Regions from separate parts of the Rattus norvegicus genome. Here region 2 is linked to region 1. Evidence: chromatin contacts called from public Hi-C data. All regions are on one chromosome and are shown on one strand. The core of a region is the stretch at or near the end of the contact, and the rest is flanking DNA. Distances in the headings are between cores, read along the strand shown. Region 1 holds the start of Rfxap (regulatory factor X-associated protein). Region 2 has its middle 110 kb from the start of Dclk1.

The links. Hi-C and Micro-C count contacts between places; a contact is called where the count stands out from the background.
Region 2: a Hi-C map of the A7r5 cell line shows a contact between it and region 1, with 8 times the contacts expected there. The contact joins the enhancer-like site here to the promoter of Rfxap in region 1. A contact is called at or near these places in 6 of 12 Hi-C or Micro-C datasets (the A7r5 cell line, Schwann cells, frontal cortex and 3 more).

The regions. Positions count from the first base shown.
Region 1 is chr2:141,158,409-141,164,830 of GRCr8, reverse strand. It overlaps Rfxap (regulatory factor X-associated protein), which reads left to right and starts at 2,434. Exons shown (of 3, transcript NM_001044263.1): 1 at 2,434-3,000; 2 at 4,751-4,858; 3 at 5,654-6,422. The coding sequence starts at 2,605. The coding sequence ends at 5,764.
Region 2 is chr2:141,672,663-141,679,084 of GRCr8, reverse strand. It overlaps a transcript of Dclk1 not described here. Among named protein-coding and RNA genes, the nearest start is that of Dclk1, 110 kb to the left of the region's middle. Within about 2 kb of position 2,739, at least 31 of the 93 cell types and tissues checked have an H3K27ac peak or open chromatin away from gene starts, as enhancers often do. A contact at or near this core is called in the A7r5 cell line and Schwann cells, where this site is marked.

The DNA of each region.
Region 1 (6,422 bases), core at 1,185-3,684:
CAAGGAATTGTGGGGGCTTCAGGAGGAAAGGTAACTTGTGCTATTATTATGTTTTGTTCTTTGGGGGATTATTTTTTATTGTTTGTTTTGAGACAGGGCTCAGAGGGGCCTTGAACTTACAACTTTCTCACCTCACCCCTATCCTCACGCTAAGATCACAAGCTCATCCCACCTGGCCAAGTGTTAAGGTCTTGGTTAATACTGTCGTGATTAACCAAAATTTTTTACCATTCTCTTAAGTTGTATTTTTCTGGATCGCAAAGTTCAAGGCCAGCACAGATTCAAAGCACAGATTAATAAATTTATAGCACAGATTCAAAGTTCAAAGCACAGATTAATAAATTTATAGAATGTAAACTGTGCGTGACATAGGGAACTTCAAAAATAAAGCTTCGAAGACCCAAAGGATAGTATTTTCTTGAAATTTTTTTTACCTTTGTATCATTACAAATTTTAAAAACCTTAAGGCAAACCATTGTGAGTTTGAGATAGTCTACCTATATTCATTCAGACTTTAGGGAAAAGCCTAGAGACAATGTATGCCAACTTCATCTCTCCTGAGAAACCGAGCTCAGATTCCTGGGTGTTGTCTGCTACATCGATAAAAAGATCCACAAAAGGCAACTTTCCAGAGACTGGGAGTAGGGTAATGGTTTCCTGGGGCTGGGAGTTGGAGCAGGGACTGCTTTAGAAGAGACAAGGACGCTATAGTGAATGGTATATGCTTTAAGGCTAGTAGTCTAGCTTCAGTGGTAGAACCTGCCAAGCACTCACAAAGCCAGGACTGGATCTCCACTACGGAAAACCAAGGAACCAAAATGTCTTATAAGATTGGTTGTATACCTTTATAAATGGACTGATTCTTTACAATGTATACTTACACTAAGTAAAATTTATGGCTTTGCAAATGAAACTTTAAAAAAACAACAGCTTGGGACTAGAAAGATGGCTCAGTGGTTAAGAGTACTGGTTGCTCTTCCAGAGGTCCTGAGTTCAACACCCAGCAACAACATGGTGGCTCACCACCATCTGTAATGGGCTCTGATGCCCTCTTCTGGTGTTTCTGAAGACAGTGACAGTGTACTCATACATTAATAATAATAATAATAATAATAATAATAATAATAATAATAATAAAGCTTCAAACAAAACTGACAACTAAGACTGAGTTTAAAAGAATAAAAAATACTCAATTCAATATGTTTTTATAATATGAGCATATTTTTGTACACTGGTTCATTCTTGAATAAAGTTCATTTCAGCTTTATAGATTTTAAAAAGAAGACTTAAATTAAACCCCTATTTATAAAAATCAACACAGAATGAATTGAAGACTGAAATATAAGGCCTAAAACTGTGAACCACTAGAAATAAAAATAGGGCAGATGAATGGGCAAAGATCTATTTGTATAAGACACCTCTAAAACATAGGAAGTGGGGCGAAAAAAAACACAAATTGATGGGTATCAAACTAAAAAGCTGTGGCTCAGTAAAAGACCTGAGAATAGGCAATCTCTAGAACGGGAGAAAATATTTGCAAACTACATTTGATGAGTAGTTAGCATCAGAATTATTTAAAGAATTCAAACAAATACAATAAAAATAAGTAAAAAAAATAATAAATACCTAAGAACCCTATTGAAATGGGCGATATAGTTAGTTCACAAAGAAAAGCATACAAAGGCCAACAGGTGTATGGAATGTACATCACTAATCCTAATGTGCAAATCCAAACTACAGTGTTATTCCATCCCAGATGAAACAGTTATTACCGTAAGATATCAAGCCCTGGTGGGGATACGGAGGAAAGGGACCTCTTGTACATTGCTAGTGTGAACGCCAACCTATGCACCCACTATGGAAGTCAGTGGGAAGCTTATGCGGGAAATAAAAACAGAACTGTCATGTAAGCCAACGATCCCATTGTTGGGAATGTCAGAAAAGGCATGCCTGGGTAAGAAAGCTAGCTGAAAGCATGTTCTCACCCGGCTTGACTGGGATGCATGAGTCAAATAAACCATTTCCTCCTTAAGTTGTTTCAAACTCCTCTCAGAAACCTTCCTAATTGACCCAGAGACATTGCAGAAGAGACGTGCTTTGAACCCTTTAGGGAGGGTGGGTTTAGGCAGAAAGTGCCTTCTGGCGGTGCCCAGGTCTCTTTGACAAGCTTCCTGAGTCTCCAGCTCTCCGAAATCGCTCGCCGGCGAGAAGACAGCTGCGCAGGCGCAATCGTTGCTGCTGTCTGTTGTTCCTCCCAGCCTGGAAGCTAGCGGGGTCCTTGGTCTGCCAGCGTTCAGCAATCGTTTGCGGAAAGCCGCGGCGCAGGCGCATTCGGTTCTGTCCTGCACCTGCTCAGCACCGCCCCCCAGCTCTGAAGCGCAGGCGCTCAGACCGCTGTTGCGCACGCGCAGTGCAGTGCGGGCTGCTCGGGTCCCCGGACGTACGGCGGATCGCTTGTGAAGTCCCGTTGTGTTTTTCAAGTGCTGACGGGCCGCGGTGGCGGACCCTGGCTCTGGCGGCATCACGGAGGCGCAAGCTGTGTCCGAGGGCTCCAGGCCGGGCACCACCAGTCCCCGGACGGCCCCTCCCGTGACGGTGCTGGTGATGCGACAGGACGAGGCCGCGGCGGACAGCGCTCTGAGGCCAGGTCTAGCGGGGAGCGAGGCGGCGGCGGACGCCGAGGATGAGGCGGGGGAGGACGACGCCGACCTCCTGGACACATCGGACCCGGCGGGCGGCGGCGAGAGTGCGGCCAGCCCCGAGGAGCTGGAGGACGAGGATGCCGAGGGTGGCGGCGCGGCGCGCAGACGAGGCTCGAAGACCTGCACCTACGAGGGCTGCCGCGAGACCACCAGCCAGGTGGCCAAGCAGCGTAAGCCCTGGATGTGTAAGAAGCACCGCAACAAGATGTACAAGGACAAGTACAAGAAGAAGAAGAGCGACCAGGCACAGGGCTCTGGTGGCCCCGCCGCGGCCAGCACAGGCAATGTCAAACTGGAGGTATGCTCCTCGGGCCCCGGGGCCAGGGGAGGTGGGTGCCACTCCACTGTACACACTCAGGGTCCCCCCGCAAGGGGCTGGGCTCATCCTCTCATTGCCATTGAGCAGACAGTGAGAGCCCCACCCGACACTGGCACTTTGGAGGTGATCTGCACCTCTTGTCAGTAAACCCTTCCCCTTCTCCACCCTGTGGCTTCCTACATACCCTATTTTTAGTTTTCTGTAACTTTTTGACCTTTGTTTTTTGTTGTTTTGGGGGGATTGTTTGTTTGTTTTTCTTAAACCCCGTGGCTCCGAAGAAAAGTTGGATTGGCAGTGGGGTAGTAACTCACAGAGCACTTTGGCGTTACTTGATCCAAGTCAAGCATGGGAAGATAGAAGCCAGTGTGCTTTGCAGTTGGGATTCTGCTGCTGGCTGTGTGGACTTAGGTCCGTTTTCATCTCGCTTAAATCGCCTCCCTCATCTTTTGGCCTTAAAATAAGGCCCAGTTAGTGTTTCTTCGGATTTATTTTGGCTAGATGGAAATTATAATTGGTGTGCATTTCAGCTCAAACCCAGCAAAGTCGGCCTAAATATTAGAGCTGTTTAAAAAACAAAACCAGATCCGTAAAAAGTAGGCAGCCTCCTTACCACAGAAGTTCCTTTTGAAGTTCAGACTGGATAACTATTGCTACGGTAAGTGTCTTTGAGTTTTGTGGTGCTAACATCCTACCTACACAGTGCAAGGCCTGGAGTTGTGAAGACACAGGGTTCTCTACAGTCAAGTCAACTCTAGCATTCCGTGTATTGTGTACGTAAAGGAAACAGTGCTATAAATAAGGATAACTGGGGAGAGTTAGAAGAAGAAATTGTCTTTGCTTTTGTGATATTTGAATTCTCTTTTAGAGTTTTTAATATTTTGAGACCTAAAACATGAATGTATGGAAACGTTTTTATAACAAAAGTTTGCTAAGCATCTCACGATAAAGGGGGGAAGAGGCTATTTTAATAAACTCAAAAACCAGTAGATAAAAGGGACAAGACCAATATAATAAAATAATAATATTAATAATTTCATATAGGCATGGCCTCATGATAAAGCATTTTAAGTACAGCCCATTCTTTTTCTTTGCATGGCAAGGTCCTAGGTTCAGCCCTTAGCCAGTCTCTCCTAGTTTTCTTTGTCAGAGCGTGGTTTTATTAGGGGCACAACGTTTCCCCTAACTTGAGCAACATTGTAATGGGATTCAGTCTCAGGGAAAGGTTGCTATTGCAGAACTTGCTATGTGCTCTGTAGCGGTGACCTCATAGCTGTGATCCCTGGCCCCTTCCATCCAGCTTACTCTGAAAGCTGTTTGCTTCTGTAAGCAATATTTTACTGCCACTCTCTTCTTGTGGGTATGAATCCAGTACCTCATTAGCAGTAGATTGCCTCTGAGTAATTTATTTTGTCCCAAAGTGAGCAGAAGTGTGGACAAAGATTGTTCTGTCTGAGGAGATTTCGGTGTCACTTGTCATTCTTCAGGGAACAGCCCTCGGGGAACTAACTTCCCCTCTGCCCAGTAGCTTCAATTTGAGACTTTAAAAGCCTGCAGGGAGGAGGAGTTTACTGAGAATTAACTGCCAGCACCTGTGACTTACCCAGAGGCTTTTCTAAAGTTCCACAGACACTGAACAAAAAGGACAAAGATAAGAGAGATGCTCATTTCACTGAAATACCTGCAGTTGTGGATTACAATACTGTACTAACCGTTCTGTCATTGATCCCAGGAAAGCACAGAAAACATACTCTCCATTGTCAAACAGAGAACGGGATCTTTTGGGGATCGCCCTGCAAGACCTACTCTATTAGAGCAAGTGTTAAATCAGAAAAGACTGGTAAGTGCAGATCCCTTTAGTGAAAACGGCTTGTTTTCAATGGGACTGTTTTTCCTTTTAAGACGTTAGAAGTAGTTGACTGGCCATCAGAACTGCACAGTGCCTTGTCACTGGACACGGTGACCTCCCCTCCCCTTCCAGGACTGCAGTGGAAGGAACACCTTTAGCCCTGTTTTCCTCACTGACTAACCTTTGATTGAGAAAGATGAGATTTTAAAACAGACTCTAAGTATATAGAGTAGTACTGTAAAGGCACTGAGATAGAATTACTAATATTTAATAAGAGTCTCTGATATACAACTGATGGAAATTACCAGAAGTCAATCAGGAAAGGGGCGGTTGTTTGATAAGATATTGGAATATTTCGAAAGTAATTTGAAGGAGAGACTTTAACTCATGATATACTTTCGACATAAGTTTTTGGTAGAATATTAGACTTTTTTTTTAGACATTTTTTAAGAAAATGAATTTAGATTTTTATCTCAAACTTCTACAGTGAGGTTTTATAATACTAAAGAATCACAAAGAAAAGATTTTAAACTTGACAATATAAAAATGTAGACAAAGGCAGTACTAATTTTAAACTGCTACATGACATAGGAAAAATATGCACATCAGGTATAACCGACTGTCAGCATGGTTGATGCTTTCTTATAGAAACATCCCAACACTTGAAAGAATCAGGCCAGGAGCACTGTGTTGAGTTCAAAGCCAGCCTGACTGTGGTGTGAGACCTGTTCTCAAACAAAAATGGATAATTCTATCAATAATCCTTTTCGATCTTTTCTCTTGAAGTCATTACTAAGAAGTCCAGAAGTTGTCCAGTTTTTACAGAAACAGCAGCAGCTACTCAATCAACAAGTTTTGGAGCAAAGACAGCAGCAGTTCCCAGGAGCTCCAGTGTGAGGGCTTACCAGGAAGTCTGCTGTGCTTTGCCTGACTGATGGATAGGTGTGCCTTTAGACCAAGACGATGCCCTGATAATCAGGCGTTGGTGGTGCACACCTGGAAGCCCTGAACTTGGAAAACTGAGCCAAGAGGATCCCAGATTCAAAGCCAGCCTGGGCTACATAGCAAGTTCCTTTCTCAAAAAAGAGAGAGAGAGAGAGAAGAAAACTATTTCCTGTTAAGTGTGCGTGTGCATTTGAGGATAATAAGTATTGAGTTTTTGCATTTCATTGTATCATATCACCCTGAGTCTAAGTCTCCTGTATGGTCTTTAATGTTTTTCTTCAGTTCTGCTCACTGAAGCTAAGGAGGCAGTTACTTCCTGTGGAAGTCATAAAGGTAATAGTAATATCACATCACCTGGTGCTGTGCTCCTCATCCGGACGCACTGGGAAGGAATGGATGTTGGGTTGTCGCAGTGACCTGGAGCTAGCTAGGCTGTAATGAAGGGCCGGGAATCCTTACTCAGCCCACCAAGGCCAGGGCAGGTTTGGTTTTCTTATAGTCATTCTTAACGTTCGTCATAAAGGAGATCCCGAAGGGAGAGCAACGCTCACGTATGACAAGGCCAAATGTGTCAGTGGATTGACCCCTAAGTTCTGAAGTGTAAGCGACG
Region 2 (6,422 bases), core at 1,490-3,989, 510 kb before region 1:
CTCCTGGAAGCAGAGAAGGATTAAGCAGATCAAGGAGCCAGAATGAAGGCAACGCGTGGGACCCAAAGGCTGCCGAAGCGACCCTGGGGAGATTTCATCCTGGTCCTCAGGGCCACTTGGCACAAAGATAAGAACCATGTGACAAACACCCCTGCTGCCCACTAGTGCTGACTGGAAGCTTCGTAGAAAAGCTGACTTCTGTCTGATGCAGCCCTTCCCAGCATGCACTCCTGTGTGCCCGGGGCATCTCCTTTTCCAACTGCAGACTTAAAATCCTCCACTGTGGAGTGGTGACCACTGACTCCGAGGTTCGCCTCTTTCCACTCCACAGCATCTCCACCCACTCCTGTCCTGTGGCTCTCCTAAGCACGCCCCAAACTGATTCCAAGAGATCACTGTTTTAACAAGTTGGCATCTCCTGCAGCAGCAGTGCTCTGTGAGTGACCCTCCCATTCCTTCAACTACTTTGAGGTTGGAAGCTAGGCATGACTGGACACTTCACCTGTAACACCTTCAGGTACCTCAGGTGGGCAGGGCTGAGATGCTCATCAGTAGAAACCCTGTGTGCTAAGAGGCAAAGCCGCAGAAGCAACCTGGAGGTTTAAGCCTCATGGACTCTGGATTTTATTATTGAGGGAAATAAATTGGAAACATTCAACAACCTCACCAGATATTGCAAAATGGTCAAAATAACATGCTGTATTTGGGGTATGTGTGCATTCAAGTTGTGTCAGCCATTCCTCAGTAGGCCCTAAGAAACCAAGCAGAGAGCTGTGAACGTCACAAACGCTATAGGTGACGCTCCTCAGAGAGTGCACATGCAGATCCAGATGCAGTTGACACCACGATCAACTCAAAGTCTTCTTATCTGAGCCTCTTTCCTGGGAGTGGTAAGAGGGACAGGCGGGCCAACCACCTGGCGATTGCCCCAAATAAGGGAGACCCAACCACCTTTCATCCTGAGCCTCATCTGATCAGTTCTGCCAACATTTGCTTTGACTGGTCTGACCCACTGGGTACCCTTACTAGGATTGTTCAAGGAGACTGAGGACCAGGGATGACTGGGTCTAGCATATTCCAGTTCAGCAATGTCATCTGAGTCAGCAGAGACTAAGGTTGTGATAAATAAGCCCAGGGACACTTGCATTCTCAAGAGATGCCATTCTAGATAGCACCCCAAAGGTGTACCGGTGGTAGAAAGACATTGAATTCTGTCCTGTGGGTGAATTCAAGGTGGGAAGAGGCCGTCCTGTCACAGTGCTTCGTGAGAGAATGGTCCTGCTCTCTGGCAGGCAGTGTACACTGACACCTCAAGCACAAGCCATGTTCAGATGCGTATATTACAGGAACCAGGACGGCCATTTGTCCCCCAAAGGAGGTCTTAATGGCTCATTACCACTGCTCTATTATAAATTGGCATCAATTCCAAACATATCTGTGAACTTCCATTAGTAATGTGTGTTAAAACCACACTCTGAAGAACTGATTTCTTTTGGGGGTGGGGGTGCAACTTACACTGTCCTTTCCCATATAATAAGTCAGCCTGTGTGTGTGGTGGTTTGAAGATGTTTGTCCCAGGGAGTGAGTGGCACTATTAGGAGGTGTACTCTTGGAGGAACTGTGCCCCTGTGGGAGGTAGACTTTAAAATCCTCCTCCTAGATTCCTGGAAGCCAATCTCTCCTGGTTGCCTTCAGAAAAAAGTAGTAGAACTCTCTCAGCTCCTTCTCCAACACCATGCCTGCCTGGATGCTGCCATGTTTCCCACCTTGATGATAATGGACGGAACCTCTGAACCTGTAAGCCAGCCCCAGTTAAATGTTGTCTTTATAAGAGTTACTTTGGTCATGGTGTCTGCTCACAGCAATGGAAACCCTAGCTAAAACAATGTGTGATGATTTTATTATGCATTGGATTTCGCTATTAATCCTTAATATTAGATTATAACCAAGGGGGGAAAGGTACACAGTAGAATGCTTTCCCATTTTAATAACAAAATAGAAAATGTAAATGCTTGGGAAGAAACAACATGCAATACCACAGTTGTCCACAGGGTGACAGAAGAACTCCAGAAAAGTCAAGCTAGCTTGCCTTGCAGCAATTCCACTGAATTCTACACACACCCCACCTTTTATAAACTCCATTTCATAAAGAAATACTGCAGAAATGACACTGGTCATCAGAACCGCGTGGCTGTGTTCTAAAGCGTTATGAAATAAGCTTAAGTCTTAAGAACTTAAAATCTAACCCGAGTAAGAACACCCTGTGTGCCCTGTCCCCGACTGCGAAGCCCCACCCATTCGTTGCCTCCTCTGGTTCTCTGGTCCTCAGAAAAACTCTCTTTTTAAGTGGAGACTATATGTGTTGTTTTAAAGACAAGGAACGCGAGCACCCCACCCCCACCCCCGAGTTTACTCACTAGCCAACCTGTCCCCGATCTCTCAATGAAGCCTGGCAAAGGGGGCTCAAAATGTCAGACCATGGCAGAGGTCGTGGGCCAATGGCTGTAAAGTGGTCCCAAATGGCTTCCCAAGCAACCATAGAGTGATAGATAATGGAGCCCTGATACAGAGATGTCAGCCAGCCCGTCCCGTTCAGGGGGTCAGGACCAGGACAGGCAGAAAGCAAGCGGGCAGAAAGGTTGAGAGGCAAAGAGCATCTGTAAGGTGCAGTCCTCAGGTCTGTGCTGCCCTGCTTCATCCGAGGCCCTGCCTCTCTCTGCTTTCCGACTCTGGTGCCAAAGTAGTGACTCACAGCGATCTTAGCCCAAAGGGAATGAACTGGATACTTCTTTCTTTGAAAAAGATGCTGAGTCGGCTCCCCCGTCAAGTGGTGTTGATTCATGGGTAACAAATCCTGGTGGCTGCAGGCCAGCCCTGGTCATTTACCTCATTCAAGTCTGGGAAGCTGGAGTGTAGCAAGCATTCTCAATGCGTTACCCTGTGGTAAGTCCTCAAAGTGATCTTTGTCTCTGCAGAGGGGACCACATGCAGGCCGCTGCGTCCTTCTTGCAGTAAATAGCAAGGATTCTCTGCACAGCAGTGGCACTGAGCCTGCTGGATCCCAGCACACTGGCCTTTTAACCTCAAGCAAAGAATGTCCCAACCTAAAGTCTGCCATCAGAGACATAATGGAATCTCCTAGCCTGGGGTCAGTTGGAAAAACCGTTTATTTTTATAGTATGGTAAAAGCCAGCACATAAAAGTTACCATGGTGAATATTTTTATTACTTACTTTTTTATGTGGCTACCTCCACTGTATCTCTTCATCTTTTGAAACTGAAATTAGCTTTCAACTACATCCTCATCCTTTTCCTCCTCTGACCTTGGCAAAGGCAGGCTACATTCTCTCTCTATGACTTTGAATGCTCCAAGCATCTCATAAACAAAATCATACAGTATTGGTCTCCCCCCACAATATCCTCATGATTCATTCGGTTGTAACCTGTGATGAAATTTTATGTTATCTTATTATTATCTTGTGATTGGTAAGCTTTCCTAGGGGTGGCAATTCCATCCTTGCCACATAAACACAGCCCGGCCTTCCACCATCACCTCCAGCAGGGCTGTTGTTTGTTACCCGTGAAGAACCCACACAGACACATCACTACCACACGTTGTCACACGATCCGTGGCTTCTACTGGGTTTAGTATTGTATGTTCTGTGGCTCTGAATAAGGTTGGACACGCACCCACTCTTAGAGTGCAATGCAGAATAAGCTCGCTGCCTCAAGAAAGTATCTCTTTATTTTTGTTTTCTGCACATGCTTGCTTGCCTGTATGTATGTATATACATGTACCACATATCTGCAGTGCCCATGGAGGTCAGAAGACTGAGTCAGATATCCAGAAACTAGAGTTCTGCAAGGACCAAGGACAGCCAAACACAGGCTGCACCTAGTGGGCATTTTGTAGTCCTTTATGAGCAGAGTTCAGATGAAGGATTCTGCATTCAAGAAGAAACGAGGGACTGTAAAAGACAGCACTGGCTCCAGCCATCTGGTTTGCTTCCCCTCCTCTATGGAGGGAACACTGTCCTACATCCTTGGGCCTTGTTTATAAAAGGGCAGATACCAGTCACCAATCGCCACTATTAGGACAAGCTGCTCAGGGTGAAAACTGCGTGTGCGTGGCCGGGTGTCACTAGTGCTGGCTGGAACCAGGGAGCCACCACCATTTGTGACTCCAGAGCAAACTTGGGAGTTTCCTTTTGTCCACGGCCCTCAGAGTGGTGCCTGACTTTTAGCTCAGAAACATCTTGAGCCATCAAGGAGTGTGACAAAGGACAGCGGTGACTGCAATGGGTCAGCGTCCTCTCACGGCCTCTGAAAGATGTTGGCAGCCGAAACTGGGCCGTCGCTTAGTCATCCCTTCAGACCAGATGACGTGGCTGTGAGACAGCTCTGGGTGGTCTTCATCCTGGGATAGAGCTGAACAGAGCCCAGGAGATGATTAACAGCTAAGACCTAAGCATCCTGAGGCAGATGGGAGTCAGTTTGTCTCTTCTCCAGCCACAGTGCTGAGGGGAGGAGACGGCACACTATTAACCCCAGAATTCCAGAAAATTAGCAACTCCAACCACCTCTGCTTTCTAAGTCTGCTTTCTTTGTCATCTGTGTTCTGCCACCATAAACCTTTCAAGCCCCGGGGGCAATGTTTGGCAGAGAGGAGGGGTTTTTGTTGTGTTTGTCTTTTCTCATTTCTATTCACAGTTCTGTTCTTCCATTTTCTAGAATTCTCATGATCCAGCTCTTCCTCTCCTCATTCCTCCCTCCCCAGACTTCTCTAACATTTAAGCTTTGCCTTCCTCTCCTACCTCCCCCAGTCCCTGCCCGCTTTGGTTTTTACAGCTGCAACACACACACACACACACACACACACACACACACACACACACACCCTACACCAGGAGGTCTCCAGTGGCAGCACCCTGGTCCCAGAAGCACCATAATCCTGTCTCTGCAGTGCCTCTTGTCACCATGGAAACAGGCATTCACAGGCACTACAGACAGACACAGCCATTATTGGCTGGTACCTGTCAATCCACATGTGAGTGTGTGTGCTTAAAATAGAAACTCTGCAAATAAAAACAGCAATTAGGGAGACCTGCACATCTTTGTGCATATGCAGCGCTGTGCTAGCAGTGGCTTCCCTTTCCCATCATCCCGATTCACTGCTGCTCTTCTTAGAGGTGTGCAAAACCAGAGAGCAGTTTCTCTCTGGAAACAGCATCCCTGCTAAGGGGATTAGCCCTCCGCTGGGACTCACAGGTTAGGAGGATCAACAATAGCAGGTGTGACACGGGCAAGGCCCTCAGAAAAGCTGACACTGATTCCTGTGCTTTGTGCAAAACCAAATAAAGAGAAATGAAGCACTGTAAGTGTAAACTGGAGAGCAAGCGTTGAGGAAGTAAGTGACAAATGAGCTGGGGGCACCAATGGTGAGAGCCCTTGAGGGGATGAATGAAGAAGGCAGTTAGCAAAGGTGGAAGTTCTCAAAGGTAACTGACAACTCTCCCTGGCACCAGCTAGTGGTAACCTGCTGTCAGGTCCTTTCTCATGTCACTAAGAGGGAGTGAGGACTTTGGCCCTCAGGGAAGGTCTTGTGTTCCAGAGAGACACAGCTGTGAGGAGCTCTGGAGTCCCTATGGTGTCTAGCATCCTCCACCTCTCTGGCAGGCACACAGTGCTAACTAGCAGACGGTTAAGGGGTCTCTCTACAAGTAATACTTGCCTCAAAATAAAAATTAGTGTTACACAGACAGCACAGGTTATATTTAGGAATGAATGTGTGAATATATGTTCATAATATATATTAGTGTTATGCAGACAGTGCAGGCTATATTTAGCAATATATATCCACATATATGCATATATACATGTACATATATGCAGATATATGCATTTAATAAGAACTAGGAAACAGGGTATGGATTTGAAGGAGAGCAAGGAAGGGCACATGGGAGGGCTTAGAGTTCAGAGACAGGAACAGGAAGGGAGACATTCTGTAATTATCTCACAATCTCAAAAAGAGAAAATTTTAAATGAATTCCGGGGAAAAAATAGTTTAGTAAGCAACCCACAATAGTGCAACAGGATTGCCCTTCCTTAGAAAGTTTATACTAAGGGCCAGGATGTGTGAACAAGCTTGGGGCTCGATCCCTAGTACCCTATAGAGCAGGCCTGGTGGTTTATGCTTGCAATCTGGGCACTTGGTCAGAGGGACTGGAAAAATGGCGAGCAGGAATTCACGATTTGTCTAGCTTTAGCAATACAAGTACAAATACAAATACAAGATATTCAAGGTAGGCATAGCCAGTGTGAGGCCAGTCTGAGCTAGATGAAGCCCTGTTTAAAACAAAAACAAAAACAGATCCAAGCCAACAACCACAGAAAGCAAAAACAAAATTCCACATAGTAGCCACT